3 separate regions of the Rattus norvegicus genome follow, and all the other regions are linked to region 1. Evidence: chromatin contacts called from public Hi-C data. All regions are on one chromosome and are shown on one strand. Each heading gives the region's core, a stretch centred on a gene start, on an enhancer-like site or on the middle of the called end of the contact. The rest is flanking DNA. Distances are from core to core; before and after follow the strand shown.

Region 1 (4,866 bases), core at 1,727-4,226:
TTTGAATGGAACCCATGGTCTTCTGCACCCTAGAATTTGTCACTAAACTACATTCCTACTTTAAAAATCTTCTACAACACTGGATTTTAATTTAAGAACTTTCTTTTCCAATTGTATGGGTACTCATGTACTTTAATAGCTGATATTATCAAATGCCTAAATATATAGAACATTTAGAACAATTCACAATTGTCACTACGAAAAATCAATTTTAAACACAAAGAAGTGCTCACTTTTTTTAATTTAAAAAAAGTTTTAAAAGAGGTGCTCAAAATTACATTTTTCTCAGTTAAATTTTCTGAAGCTTCTCTATTCTACATTTCATTATTATGAAACCCTTCTCCATGCCTCATAAAGGCTGACTTTTTTCATTAACTTCAATAAAATTATGGTTCAAGTCTCTCTGGGTCAAGGCATGTCAATCATAATCCAAGTGGGAGATGTAAGTACTTTTGAAGCCATCTCCATGACAAGAAGGGAACCCTCTACTTGGGAACAATAAAAGGAAAATTATTTTATGGGTAATAAAGTATTAGTTTTCTTTCCTCCTATTTGGCCAGGAAGTCAATCCATAGGATTTTTCTCAGATCGAGCACTTCAGTGGTAGAGCACAGTATTTCCTTCACTAGGAAGATACTGCAGAGGGAGAGAGTAGAAGTCTAGAAGGCCCCAGCCCTCAGTAATGCTGTGAAGTCGAAGAAACTGTTCAGTTCTTGGAGCTATTTATGTGTCCTTTGCTCTGCAGCAGATCTCTGGGTAATTACCATCTGCCCTGTTTCCTGGTCAAAAAATTAGTCAGAAGAATGCAAAACTACTCCTCCAGAGCATCCTTGTAATCGTTTTCCCTCTTTCCTGCTTCAGGCACTGTCACCACACCCAAGCCTCCAACCTGGCAACTCATAACTTTATTAAAATACAGCCACCAATATTAATAGGCAATACAACTAGCTAAACAAAAAAATTATATAACATTATTTATGTAGTTTTTCTTTTTTAATGGAAGTTCCTTTTCTTGAGGCAGTGGACAAGGATTTAATCATTTGTGTTGAAATGCACACTTATTCACCCTGTACAAAGAATAGCCAAGAAAGAACAGTTTTTAAATTTGCCTTTTATTTCCCTTCTCTTTTTTTTATCACTAATTGATTTAATTGTAACGTCCAAATGGCATAGTTCTTATTAAGAGAGTTCCATGTAAATCTAAATAAGCTGCCTGAATGTGTTCCACCCTAAACTTATTAATATAATAATTTATGAGATTTTATAAAATGATTATTTCTAGGTCTTCATTTCCTATCTTTGTATTTAGGGGATAATTGCTTATCAAAGTCACCCATGAACTCGATTAAGTTGAAGGAAACTAAACGTGTATAGTTGCCTTCAAAATATGAGATGTTGCTTTCTTGTAAATTTGTAATTTTTCTTTTCTAATCTGTCCCACTTGGTTCTCACTGTTTCAGTTCAAATTTGGGTTCACAAATGACTCTTAAATCAATTTCATTTAAAAGGCTCAGTGTCATTCATAAAAAGGTATACTTTTCTCTTCATTTTACAAGTTTCCGATTCATTCATCCAAAACACACACTAGCCTAGTACCAAAGTGAGAAGTACCTGGACATCATTAGCTGGCACCTCTGCTTCCATGAGGAACTTAGCTGCCTAGCGTGATTCTCAAAGACGAGGAGAGGAGGGCTGCACACTTTAACATTACATAGGTGAATTAACACAGACTTGGCTACCTCCACAGCGTAATGCATTTACTTCATCAATGCACCTCTCGTTCACCTTGGACACATCTAGGATAGACCGACTTCTAATATGCTTGGTGCACTACCTGCCAGGCATATATCACAAACAAGTTCACTAATCTTCAGGACGACACCTGGGGACGAGTCTACAGTAACGAACCCTCCAAACGGGAATGCGCGCTACGCGCCACTATGCATTTATTTCTACTTAGCCCGGAGGAGAACCCAAAACGTGACTCCGAATTTAACATCTCTGCCAGAGAGGATCTTTCCAACCTTCCTACTTCACACTGCTTAGAACAATCCTAGTGGCCGCTTCCAAAGCTGCACTAGTCAAACTGCATCCAGTTACAATCTATGGGGGGGGGGGGGGGATGTTATGGTTGCTGTTATCTACTCTTCTATCCTTTCGTCTCATATCCCCGAGGACACATTTAAAAAGACAGAACTGACGGATTAAGTTGCGATCTCCACCAGGCAGATGCTTCCCTGAGATTTTCTTAAAGTCCTAGAGGTGTGTGAACTCGCCCTGAAGTGAAGGACAGCTTGACAGAAACAAACCTGGGCTGGTCACCCCCGCGGTGCCGCACGGCGAGCCCCGCCGTCGGGGGGCGCAGTGGAGCACGAGGGTGTCCGTGAAAGATGCCCTCTTCAGCGAGCACCGGGCTAACCTTGGCTAAGGCGGGGTGGGGACTGGAAACTCACACTTATGCTCTAGCACACACCCGATCCGGCTATTGGCGGGCACCCCCGGGCCGAGGAAGCCCACAGAGCGGGCGGAGCGCGGCGCACACCCCTCCGCCCTGTCACTGACAGGTGGCTGGGATCGGCCCCCGAAGATCCCACTCGGACCCGTGGGGTGTGACGTGGCGCCACACATGGACGCGGGGCGGCGCGGAGAGATTGTACCTGGCAGGCACTCACGTACCTATCATGGTCACCGGGAGGGTGGTGGCTGCGGGGCGAGCAGGACCTACGCGGGCACTGGCACCCGCCTGAGCCTCCCACCAGCGTTTCTGTCAGGTTTAGTCATCCAGGCCTCCTCCCCCCTCCCCTCGCGCACTAGGCGGGCCTAGTGCGCACGCGCACCCGCCCCTAGCGCTAAGCCTTCTGGGAGTCGTAGTTTTAACGAGTAAGATTAGCCTCAGACGGGTGCCGCTGTCCCCCGCGGGTAACCTTTTCCGGAAACGCTCGTCACGGAGGGGCGGGACTAGCGGCTCGTAGTGTTGATCAGTCGCTTAGCAACCAGGAGGCTCACCTTTGGAAGCTTTTAGCGGCTCTAGCCTCGGATCCCAGCCCTCTTCCCGCCCCTCCCCTCCCCTAAACTCCCTCCACCTTGGTGCTTCCAAACATCTGGATCACCCTGGGCACCACGAGGGGTTGAATTTCTATCACTAGCGCGCCTTTTTACATTTTTTTCCCGATCCCCTGCTCACATCTGTAAAAGCCACTGGTTTTTCTACCACACCTTTGATAAGAACAAAACGTTTTCTAGGAAGATGGTGGCAGAAAAAGAGACCCTGACCTTAAACAAATGCCCAGACAAGATGCCGAAGAGGACCAAACTGCTGCCACAACAGACGATCCAGGTGCACCAGCCTCATTCCCTGGTTTCTGAGGGCTTCACAGTCAAAGCCATGATGAAAAACTCAGTCGTAAGTGATCTTCCTCGATTGACCGCACTTGCTCCGAAGCAGGGGACATGAGGTGGTAGAGTATGGCAAGAAGCCCTAGGATGGATTCCAAGTCCAGGTCCTGGGTACTACTTGCCAGAATTGGCAATGACTTGGTCAGTAGCCGACCGAGCCCAACAGTGTGCATAGATGTTTGCTAGGTGGTTAGAGAGCCTTTGGTGTTGTACTGGACTAGCCTACAAGCACCTTCTGGAGAAAGTTGCTTTCTCCACTCCCCCAACTGACACTTAAGCTATTTCACTCGGAGGAAAATCCTTATCCTTATTGCAAAGTAAATTAGTTTCACTCGTTTAGTAAAGGACCTTCTGGAGTGAAGGTTCTTAGAGGTCATAGGCTTGCAAAACTTAACACGAGCCAGTATGGGACACATAAACTCATCAGAAATCTAAAGTAATTTATTTCATCTCGGACATTTTAGAATGTCTTAGAATTTACTCAGCAACGTTCTGACAAAATAAGATATTAACCTGTTAAAGTATGCAAAAATTACTTACGTGAAGACTGGTTCCTGATAGGCCTTTTAAATACATTTTAAATAATGTGAGCTCTATTTCAAGGGTCCCTAATAATACAAGCCCTATTTCATTTTTTATGACTTGTGGTAATAAAACTAATATATTCTTAACACCAGCAGGGGAAAAATGTTTAAAGGCACACAAACGGCTTTTCTATGCACATAACACTGCTTTTAAGCCTTCTTGTTTATTAAATACCATCTGATTTGGTATGCTAAACCAAGGTCGTCTACTGAGTGGATACCTCTGTAGGAGTGTAAGATTAAATACTAAATGTAGTTTTCAAGTCAGTACAACTTTACACCCTGAGAGGATCTTCTTGTACAGCAATTCAATATATTAGTTTAATAGTGTTCTCCATTGTGTCATAATTTTCCACCTAGATATTGCAAGCCTAATGCTTCCTTACTTCTAAATACAACTTAAAGGACACAATAGAAGTAGATTACCTGTAGATTTCCACCTTGGATTCCTAAGCTGCTACACAAAATTATATTCCTTTTTTGGGGGGGGTTATGAGTATCGGTTGATCTATAGTAGTTAAAACATTCTTGGAGTCTAAAAACAACTGCAGAGTTACAGGAAATAAAAAGAGTTGTGTCTCTGTTCACCACTTTTGAGTTCTCTGATACAGATGTCACATTATAAAGTATCTCTCCCTCCGAAAGTCTACTTCTCTTCAGAGCGTATACACCAACGTTCATCTTTTAATTGCAGCCAAGTGTTCTAAAAGCCAACCCCAAACCACTTCTCAGGAGTCAGTCACCATCCGTTCCCTCTGTAAAAGTCCGGTTCAGTAGGCAATGTCTTTTCAATGTTCTTCCATGAAAACCACACAGAATCTACCCTAGGAGGTATGGAAATTATGATAAATGCAAACATTTGTTATTTGTGAACTAATTTCTTAAA
Region 2 (4,866 bases), core at 1,026-3,525, 510 kb after region 1:
ACATTATAAAAAGTGGTTGGACTTTATGGGTCAAAAATGATGGAACACTGTCATGAATTCCAAGGATTTACTGGATAAGGTTGATAAAATTGGGGGGGGGGCACTCTGGTATAAAATATACATGGACTTGAACAGCCAGCAGGACTTATTAGCTATATAGTGCTGGGTAAATTATTCCGTTTACCTCTTCCTCTTCAGAGGTTTCCTCTTATGTACAAATCGGGGATGCCAGTATTACCTCAGGCCCAGGACTGTTGTGATTGACTGAGCTACAGAGGTAGAGCAGTTAGCACAGGCCCTATAAGTGTATCAACTTACAAAGGGGACTTTGCTTGCACAAGCACAGACAATGAAAAATAATTCAGGGACAAATATTTTTTAATAATATACAAGGAACAAACTTCTAATTTTTCTAGGTTTTGAAGCAACACTTAGAAAACGTAGTAACAGCTTTTTAATCAAATTATTCCATGCTTTTACATAATTTACTGTTTAAAGAGATAACTAGGTGAATAATCTAGAACTACTATAGTCATTGTTGAAAAATTCAAGTTATTTCAATTACACGTTAACTTTGTCCATCATTTGCTCTACTAATTTAATAAACGAGAAAACCAAAACCAAAACCAACTCGAACTGTAGTCTTTAAATGAAATCAAGAGTAAAGTTGCTTTAAATACCTTTGGCACCACACAAACTTCGGAATGCTCTTTAGAATTTGTGTAAAGCAGTTTAAAAAAAAAAAACAATTCGACAACGCTGCTTATGTTCACATTTAAAATACAGTGAGATGATTCACAGAAAATTATAGCCAGGGCCAACTCTCAAAATGGTTAATTTGACAATCTTGTCTACATTTTAATACGGCACGTTATAAAGAACTTGCAACAAAACAGGGATGATGCAGATTTAGTGAGTGACAGCTTCTATAAATCACAGGACTTCATTGCTGCAATTCAGAACATTGTTTCCGAAACAAATGTAACCCTCAGAACTCCCTCACCCCCATAGGAAGCACCTTTTCTGGCCCACTGCCTTTCGTTTATTTTTATTTATTTATTTATTTATTTATTTATTTATTTATTTATTTATTTATTTATTTATTTATTTATTTTTGTCAAGTAGGTAGAAATAGGTGTTGACTACTTGGTTTTCCCGAATGTGTGCTCACACAGGCTTCTTCAGCGAGCGGCCGCGCCTCCGAGGAGCCACCGCCTCCACCTCCGGACTGTAACCTGCGGTGAGGATAACGGAACCGCGCGTCACGCCGCATGGAACGGAGCCCGCCCGCCCGTGGGTGCGCACGCGTGTGCCATCTCCGCCCACGGTCCGGGGCCGCCTCGCAGCACACGGCGATGCGAGGCCCGTCACGCGTGGCGCTGGCTCCAGGGGAAACCTCGCTGGAGTCCCCACCGCGGAAGACACTGCGGTGCGGGCGCCTACGCCGACTCAGTCCACCGCCACCTAGCACCCCAAGCGATCCGACGGTCGGGTCCCTCGCCCCGCCAGGTGGGCGCCGCGCCAGAACCGTTCCGCCCCGCTTCTCGGTCCGCAGGCCATCGTTCCCCCACTTCCCCAACCCCAACGCAGGCGCGCTCCAGGCCCGCCCCTCCCCCCTCGGCGCGCTCTCCGCCCGGTGGGGCGGAGCGACCCTCGGAAGGGGCGTGGCCACAGCCCTCGACGCGCGCACGCGCTCTCAGCCTCACGGCTACGTGTCGGCACACGTGACGCCCACCCGAGAGTCCCCAGTGAAGCAACAGGACGTTAAAAAAAAAATTTTTTTTTTGAGGGGTAGCGAGGAAGGTGGACGAAGAGGTTTAAAAAAAAAAAAACCAAACTATAGTAACGCGCGCGGACGCGAGGCCCGGGCGGCGGCGAGCGCTGCGCGTCGCGGAGAGTCCCGCCGGGATTCCTCTCAGCCGCCGCGCCCGACCGCGCCCGCCGCCTCAGCAACAGCGCGCCGACGAGCCAGTGCCGCCGCCCGCGTCCCCCTCAGCCGCGACCCGGGCCCCGCGCAGGCCACCGCCGGCGCGCGTCCTCTTCGCCGCGGCCGGGCCCTGCACCGGCCGTCCCGCCCGAGCGGCCAGGGGCGGCGGCGGGGGGCGGGAGCGCGCCCAGCCCCGTAACGGCCGCCCTGCGCGGCCCCGCCCGCCGCCCGCCCCCGGCCCTGCCCGCGCCCCTCCCCCCGCCGCCGCCGGCTGCGCCGCCTGAACTGAGGCGAACTCCGCCGCCAAGTGAGTGAGGAGGAGGAGAGCCGCGGAGGAAGAGGAGGAGCGCAGTCGGAGCGCGGCGGCGGCGGCGGCAACGCGGAGCGCCGCGGCGGACAGCACCGCAGACTCGCGAGCTTCGGCGCAGGCGGCGCGACCGGCCGACGAGCGGCCCCCGGCTCCTCGCGGCGCAGCGGCCCCGCGCCGCGCTCGGCCCGAGACCCGCCTCCGCCGCCGGCCTCGCGAGGGGAGCCGCGCCGGGCGGCCGAGGAGCGGCGGCCGCGGCGCGTCGGGCCGGGCGAAAGTGCCTGCGGGGGGCGGGCGGGCGCGCGGAGCCGGCCGCCCCGGGGCTCGGCGCGGGAGCCGGAGCGGGAGCCGGCGCGGAGCGGGACGCGGTGTCCCGAGCGGCCGGCGGCCGGAGCTCGCCCCCGCCCCTCCCTCCTCTCCTCCGGCGGCGGCGGCGGCGGGCGGAGTGAGCTGCGGAGCCTGGAATATGGTCGGGGAAATGGAAACGAAGGAGAAGCCGAAGCCCACCCCAGATTACTTGATGCAGCTGATGAACGACAAGAAGCTTATGAGCAGCCTGCCCAACTTCTGCGGGATCTTCAACCACCTCGAGCGGCTGCTGGACGAAGGTGAGGTGGCCGGACCCGGCGCGGCGGCCCGGGATGGCGGGGCGGCGGGAAGGTCAGGCGGGCGGGCGGGCGGGCGCACAAAGGCGGCGCGGGCGGCTCGCGGCGGGGACCGGGCCGGGGCCCGGCCAGGCCCGAGGGCGGACCCGGGAGCACGCGGGGCTGCGGGGCTGCGGCCGGCTCCCGACGGCGGGGCGGCTAGGCTCCCCGCCATTCCGGCCATCCCGGCCGCCCCGGCCCGGCCACACGAGTCCCCGAGCTCCGCCTGGTCTCGCCCGCGGGGCCCCAGCTTAGCGGGCTCGTTTCGGTGGAGTTGTGTGGCCCGCAGTACCCGAGTGGACCCCGAGATATTCAGGAATTACGTAGGGTACGGAAAAGTAGTGCTTATGTGGCCGAAGGCGAGGACGAAGTGACAGAGCAGAGCACTTTTTGTCCTTTTGTTTGGGGAAGCGAGAACTGTTTGGGAGTTTAACTTCACTTTTTTTTTTTTTTTTTTTTTTTTTAGTCGGTGGTGGTGGTGGTGGGGGAGGAGTACGAAATACCGCGATGACAGACCTGAACGGAATCCGAGTTCGGAAGAACTGGGGCGGAGGGTTCGCTCCTGGCGTAGCCGCCTGCGTTTGCAGGGCGGGGAGCTGGAAGTTTGAAAAGACGGGGATAAAATAGAGCAGAAGTTTGCAGAAGCCGAGTTGGGAGCGTTGTGGGGAGCAAAGACTGACTGGAAGATTAATGCTGGTTAGCTGTGGAATTCTTTAGGAACTTCGCACAACAGCGATCTGGAGTGTTAGTTTCCAGTAGCTGTGGGTTTATGTGGACGCCCGGGGCGGGGTTCGGGGTGGGGGGGAGGATAGGACCAACAAGTCTGCTTTGAAAATCGAATAGCGAGTACTTTCGGTCTTCTCTTTTAAAGTCTCTGAGTGGACTGTTTAAAGGAAGCGGAAAACTATGTTGGACAGATGAACATGGATTTTAGGATCTTTAGAAGAATTTCGAAAAATTTCAGAGATTGTTGGGGCTATCTTGTGCTTAGGGAGCTGGCGTGTCAGGGAAGAACAAAAGACTCCGAGCTAAAAGATGGTTAAAGAACTATTTTAAGAGCTTCTGTTGGGTGGGGAGCCTTGGGCACTATTTAAAACAGAAAACATTCAGCTATTCAGCTATTACCCATGAACATAACATAACACATTGAAAGAGGCCTTTTTTACTGTTGGGTTAGCATATTTGTTAGTATTAAATTGCCTTGGAGAAAACTTGAGCTGCCCCTTTAAGGGTTTTTGCCTTTCTTTTTTGTGTTGGCATTTGAAAAATTGTGGAGGCAGAAAACTTTCTGGAATGTCCAAAAAAAAAAAAAAAAAAAAAAAAGCTGGAGTTCTTAAATTGAGTATTTCCAAAAGTGAGCGCTAAGGGGCGCCAGTTATTTTTTTTTAACCTTGGAAATATTTGGAACAAAATGGGTAGTCTGCTTAATAATCTGACCTATATTAGGTGCAGTTGAAACTTAAATTTTTGGATGACTTCATTTGTCATCCACAAATGTGATTAGAGTGAAAACACCTAATACATTGATATTTCTTCCTTGGCATTGGTTTTTGTGCTATTAGTATCAAATTTCTGAAGAAAAATTTAGTTTTTAAAACTTCAATCAAGGGAGAATTTCTTTAAAATGAACTAAAGCACATTCTTAAAATGCTTCCTATATGCAAGTGACTTAGTGGAGCTTATAAAAAGTTTGGATATGCTATAAAGAAAACTAGTAGGAGTTTTTTAAATTAGTTGTAAAGGCTGCCCAAGTGGTTCTCTTTCAGCTTGATCAGAAATAACTGCCTTAATTCGAGGTTGACATAAGTCTTTCAACTAGAAGAATTTCAATTATGTCATTTCTGCACAGGCTTATTTCTCTTGGTTAGAAATAGTAACCCCTTTGGGTTTTAAATGTAAAAGACAGCTAGTTTAGGATAACAATATTGAAAGTAATGTCTGGTGTCTCCTCTTCATGTTTTCTCCATCTTCACCGTAGTCCATTTGTA
Region 3 (4,866 bases), core at 862-3,361, 330 kb after region 1:
TTCTGTTGTTGTTTGTTTTGCTTCGTTGATACTTGTAATTTCTAATTTATAGCAACAGTTCTCAACCTGTGGTTTCACAGGGGTCACCCAAGACCATCGGAGAACAGATGTTTACACTACAATTTATAACACTAGCAAAATTACAGTTATGAAATAGGAACAAAAAAATTATAGTTGGGGGGGTCACTACATCATGACGAACTGTATTAAAGGGTCACAGTGTTAGGAAGGTTGAGAACCACTGATTTAGAGGATATCTGTTGAATGGTCACCAGATTACAAGCCACTGTGCTGGATATGAAAAGGAAGATAGCAGAGAGAGAGAGAGAGAGAGAGAGAGAGAGAGAGAGAGAGAATGAATATGAGAAAGAAGGGAGGAGGGGAGACAGGAGGGAGGGGCTAAGAGGAAGTTCCTTAGGAATATCACTGCATAAAAGTACCAAGAGACAGACCCGAACAGAAACACTCCTTTCCTCTTTTGGCTTTTGTGACCGGCTAGACCATTGCCTAGGAACTGCAGGAGCAACAGGGCTCAAACTCATCATCCAACCTTCATTTAAGAAGTAGCAGGTCTCTGCCACAGATCTTGCCTACCCTATGTATGCCTGGCTACCATCCTAACTATGGAGGGTGAGATCCCCCTTGTCCCTTGAAGGCAGGATTCATCTGTAGTTCCTGAGGCCATCACAGTGGTATCTACTCTGTAAGGTTATCCCACACTTGCAGGCGGTGTACCCGAATGCCAGACAAATGAGGCTTCTCACCCTAGGCCATACAGGCAGACCCTCCAACCCAGGCTGGGCAACAGCACTTCTTTCCCTTCATCTGCTCCTGAATTCACCTGGCAGGATAACATTGCTCATTCCATTTTACCGGAAGCTGCCCCAACCTCGGGAAGTCACCCATCCCTGCGTCAGCTTTGAAAGCCTTCCAGCCATCCTGTTACTGGATCTGATCTTTTACCCCCTCTAAGCCACACTGCGCTCCGTTCTTTCCCCTCTCTCTCCCTCTGATCTTCCATCTGACCTCCAGTTCTAAGAGATTTAAGCTTCTGCTCAAGGTTAAATTCTCATGGCCCATTTCCTGTGTGCTCTTGCTTCTCCGGGGGAAGCAATCAATCACTTGATTGATAATTTCTGAACAATGTAGATAAATACTTTCCATTTGGGAGGACCTACGCTTAAGGTTATTGACAGGTGCATTTGTCAACCTATCACGGTGGCTTCACGGAACTTTTCTCTACGTCTAGCTCTGGTGGCTTCTATTCTCCATGATGAAAATGGGTAAGCACCATTTGTCACGTGGGTCATCATAATATTCTAGGGAGACTCAGCGGCAAATGCTGCTACCGAGTCCCATTGCGTTTCTAAGTGGGCTTTCTATCTCTCTAGCTGCCAAAAAGGAATTCCATTCCTTTCCCTTTGCCAGCAGCAGCTTGTGAGATTCTCCAGTGTACAGGGAGCAAAGTGCCGTCTCTTTAGGTTGGAAATAGACACCAAAAAGAAAAAAAAATGTTTTCCTAAGCAAATTCACAAATTATTAACAAAGATGACACAAGTTATTATAAATGTCTACCTCTCATGGAGTGTGTATATACAAAATGCTGTGTATATTTCTATCTCCTGCCATTTAATTTTCATCTGAGCTCTTTAAAGGCTGGGGCTCTGAGCTCTTATGCACCCGGGACAAACACTCCGGTGAGCCTAGCTAGGTAGGAGGGGAATCTTTGCAACCAAGATCGACAGCCTCTCTGTGAAGTCAAAGCAGCCTAAAAAAAAACCCTTGGGTCACCGTGGTGACAACTGTGTGGCCCACGGGAGGCAGACACTGATCTCAACCTTGTCCCCACCTGTGCTGCTGCTGCTGCTGCTGCTGCTGCTGCTGCTGCTGGAACCGGAGCCTTTGACCCTCCGTGTCCTGCCGGCTGAAAGCTGCTTACTGACCTCTCTGCCGCCATGCACAGACTGTCCCATAAATGAGGGGTTAAAGAATCCTGGCTTGCAAGTCTCCACAGGAAGCCCTGTAGGAAACTTGTACCCACCCTTTAGCATCTCAGGGTCACCTACATGACCCAGCTGGCCACTTGGGGACAGCAAAGGCTCAGGGCAGCAAAGGGAAGAGCAGAGACTGGAGAAGAAAGGGCCAATTCTCCAATTCTCCATTCTTCTATGGTCCCCAGAGATGAACACTGCGACCTTGTTCCCAGTCTCCAGCCAGCTGTCCTCCTCCCCCTCCGAGAACACTCCACCCCCAGGATGTGTCCCTGGAAATGTACCCTCATGTGTTAGAGACAAGGAATTAGAGATGATTTGCTGGTGATAGGCTGGGAGTGGCCGGAGGTGGGGGGGTGGGTAACCCAGCCACAACATTTTATGAACATTTTTTTATCAGTTAGACAGATATGTTTCATTATCCATACGTTAGCCTAAATTTCAATTTTGATTTTGTTTTCTCCCCACTGGTTAAAATGAATGTGGTCCTTACTCACTAAGACAAAGCCCTGGCATCCCATAATACCTTGAGCCTCCCTTGCCGGCATAGAAGGGAGGGTCCTCAAGGCTAGAGCATCCACATAGTTCGGTTGCTGACTGCAGAGCCGCACAGACTATGGCCTCTGCCGTGTCCAGCCTGCAGCCCAGACCCCCCAGCCGAGGACAGTCCAAAGTTTCAAACGGTTTCTTCAGCTTTGCTGCTGGAAGGGAGCTTTAAAGGTTCAGGGTCGATGTCCAGTGAATGACCAGTATTCAGCTCAAATAGGCGACCTACGAATGTTTTTAGAGCCTTACCCTGCTTGATGGGTGTTTCCTGTACTGAAAGTGGGAAGCCAGCAGAAGTTTTGTGGGGTCCACCGTGAGCTTGGGGGATACCTGCTATTTCCACCAGTGGATTAGTAACAACTCTCACCCATGTCTAACATTTCCTTCCCGTGAAAGCAGAGAGTGGCAGAAGGTTGCTGAGAATGTCTCTAACACTCAGAAGTTTTGCTAAGTCCGTATCTTACTGTATTTATCTCTCTATGAAAATGCAATCAAATAGCTGTCTTTGCAATGTTATGTCTGCAGAGTCAGTCCAAACAAAGCTGGTGTTGAGGGCCACTGCCTTATTCCAAGGTGACAGTTCCATAGCCGCTTCCTGGAAGTCAGGACACACCCAAGAATAGACTCTGCTCAGGCCTCCCTTATAGCAAACAAATGTCACTGAAAGGAAGAATTTCGAAGTATTCCATTCGATTTATTTGATCAAATTCAATTTAGATAGGCTATGTAAGACTCCTATGTAGACTGAGTTAAATATGAAATACGTTGCACTCTGGATTCACTACGTCATTTAGGTTTCACAAATAACCTTACTCTGAACGGTTTGCCTTCTAGACAAGCTGAAAGCAGCAGATCCTCACCAGCTCGCCCACGGCCACGGAGGCCTTGACTGGCAGGGCGCAGTCCGCTCTTAGGGTTCTCACCGTTAGTTCAGAATATTTTGCTGTGTGCTAGAGGAGTAGAGGCAAGCACTGTGAGAGCAGGGCTGGGGAGATTCTGCCTGTGCTCGGCGGTTAACAAAGCTTCATGGAAGAAATGTGAAGGCCTAGAATCAGAGCAGCTGGGCCGATGCAGCAAGTCACAGGAGGCTAGCTCCTGTGGCATTCCGGAACTGTTAGCTAAATGAGCGAGGAATGGCCGGGCCAACAGCTGAGAAGGCCATAAAGGCAGACGTCCCTGGTTCAGGGGACATGCTGGTCCCGACTGCTCCATCATCCAGACAAGTCTAGCTGAGCAGCCCAGGGAGAGTGTTTGGCATGGAGGGGAGGGGCCCTGGAAGCCAGCCATAGCACTCTAGATTTGCCTTGCAGGTGGGCTGAGAACATCAAAGCTGTCATCCAGAAGGCTTGGCCCTGAAAAGGAACCAATGGGAAACAGCGGTCAGCCCCTCGGAGGTGACTTAGCCAAATCCAAGCCTCAGGGAGGTGCTTAACACAGAGGGCAAGTGGTGGTCTTGACTTTCAAGGCCTGGTCTGGAGGCTAAACCTCCTGTCGGGTCCTCCTTCTCCTCATCGGTAGGGGCAGCTTTAAGGACCAACCTGGTCCTAAAATTCACCAATTCATAGTGAGGATTGTAAAAGAGTTGGGAGAGACTGAGAGAGAGAGAGAGAGAGCAGGGAAAGCCAGAAAAAGAAAACTTTAAAGTTCTCCAGTCTTGATAGGTTGCCAAATAGGAGGACCGTTACAGGGATCCTTCTTTTCATTATGCCTATTAAATGGATCAGATGGTCTTACTAAGCTTCTGTTATCACAATAATTAAATGAAGTAATGTCCTGTGCCCAGAATGATTAACTATGTCTCTGAAATTAAGAAAATGGAGGTTTATGATTTTAAAACTATAACCATAATGAAATTGTATGTCCCTTATTGATTCTATTATAAAATATTTCCTTTTTGCATCCTTAATTGAAAACAGGGAAGTGCTAACATGGCTGAAAATAAAGTACAGAAAACTCCCCAGGCTGTGCTGTGGGGAGCCTGACACTTGGGTGGGGGTGCTGTTCACTAGAACAGTGTCCAGGCTGTCCTGGGAGACGGTGAAAGGAGTTGGGTTTAGCTTTGCCAAAATTTCTCTGTGAAAGAGTTTCCTATAACAGGGTCTTGTTCTGTTCCTGTTGAACTTTAGCCAGTTGAAAATGGAATATCCCCCACCATCGTTTTAAATTAGCCTTCAACTGCACACAGAAGACAAAAATCAATGTGCAAATTTAGCTCCTTGCACTTGGCTCCTTAAGAAATTTACTGTGCTGCTAATGCACGGCCCTCAGTGGTAACGGAACACAGAGTAACGGGAAGCCTTAAAGAAACACTTCTTATTTAATATACGTC

What was found. A called contact is a pair of places that touch in the nucleus more often than the background predicts.
Region 2: a contact with region 1 is called in a Hi-C map of the A7r5 cell line, with 4 times the contacts expected there. The contact joins the promoter of Qki here to the promoter of Pacrg in region 1. A contact is called at or near these places in 5 of 12 Hi-C or Micro-C datasets (the A7r5 cell line, frontal cortex, mammary epithelial cells and 2 more) and 1 of 1 datasets of contacts at active chromatin or transcription factors (oligodendrocytes).
Region 3: a contact with region 1 is called in a Hi-C map of Schwann cells, with 3 times the contacts expected there. The contact joins the enhancer-like site here to the promoter of Pacrg in region 1. A contact is called at or near these places in 1 of 12 Hi-C or Micro-C datasets (Schwann cells) and 1 of 1 datasets of contacts at active chromatin or transcription factors (oligodendrocytes).

What each region holds. Positions count from the first base shown.
Region 1 is chr1:52,427,414-52,432,279 of GRCr8, forward strand. It overlaps Pacrg (parkin coregulated), which reads left to right and starts at 2,977. Exons shown (of 5, transcript NM_001389238.1): 1 at 2,977-3,403. The coding sequence starts at 3,248. Prkn (parkin RBR E3 ubiquitin protein ligase) reads right to left here and starts at 2,753. Exons shown (of 12, transcript NM_020093.1): 1 at 2,677-2,753. The coding sequence starts at 2,683.
Region 2 is chr1:52,933,150-52,938,015 of GRCr8, forward strand. Qki (QKI, KH domain containing RNA binding) reads left to right here and starts at 2,276. Exons shown (of 8, transcript NM_001414465.1): 1 at 2,276-2,842. The coding sequence starts at 2,701. Cahm (colon adenocarcinoma hypermethylated) reads right to left here and starts at 1,519. Exons shown (of 1, transcript NR_132441.1): 1 at 363-1,519.
Region 3 is chr1:52,760,455-52,765,320 of GRCr8, forward strand. All of the region lies in intron 4 of Pacrg (parkin coregulated), which reads left to right. Among named protein-coding and RNA genes, the nearest start is that of Cahm, 170 kb to the right of the region's middle. Within about 2 kb of position 2,112, at least 40 of the 93 cell types and tissues checked have an H3K27ac peak or open chromatin away from gene starts, as enhancers often do. A contact at or near this core is called in Schwann cells, where this site is marked.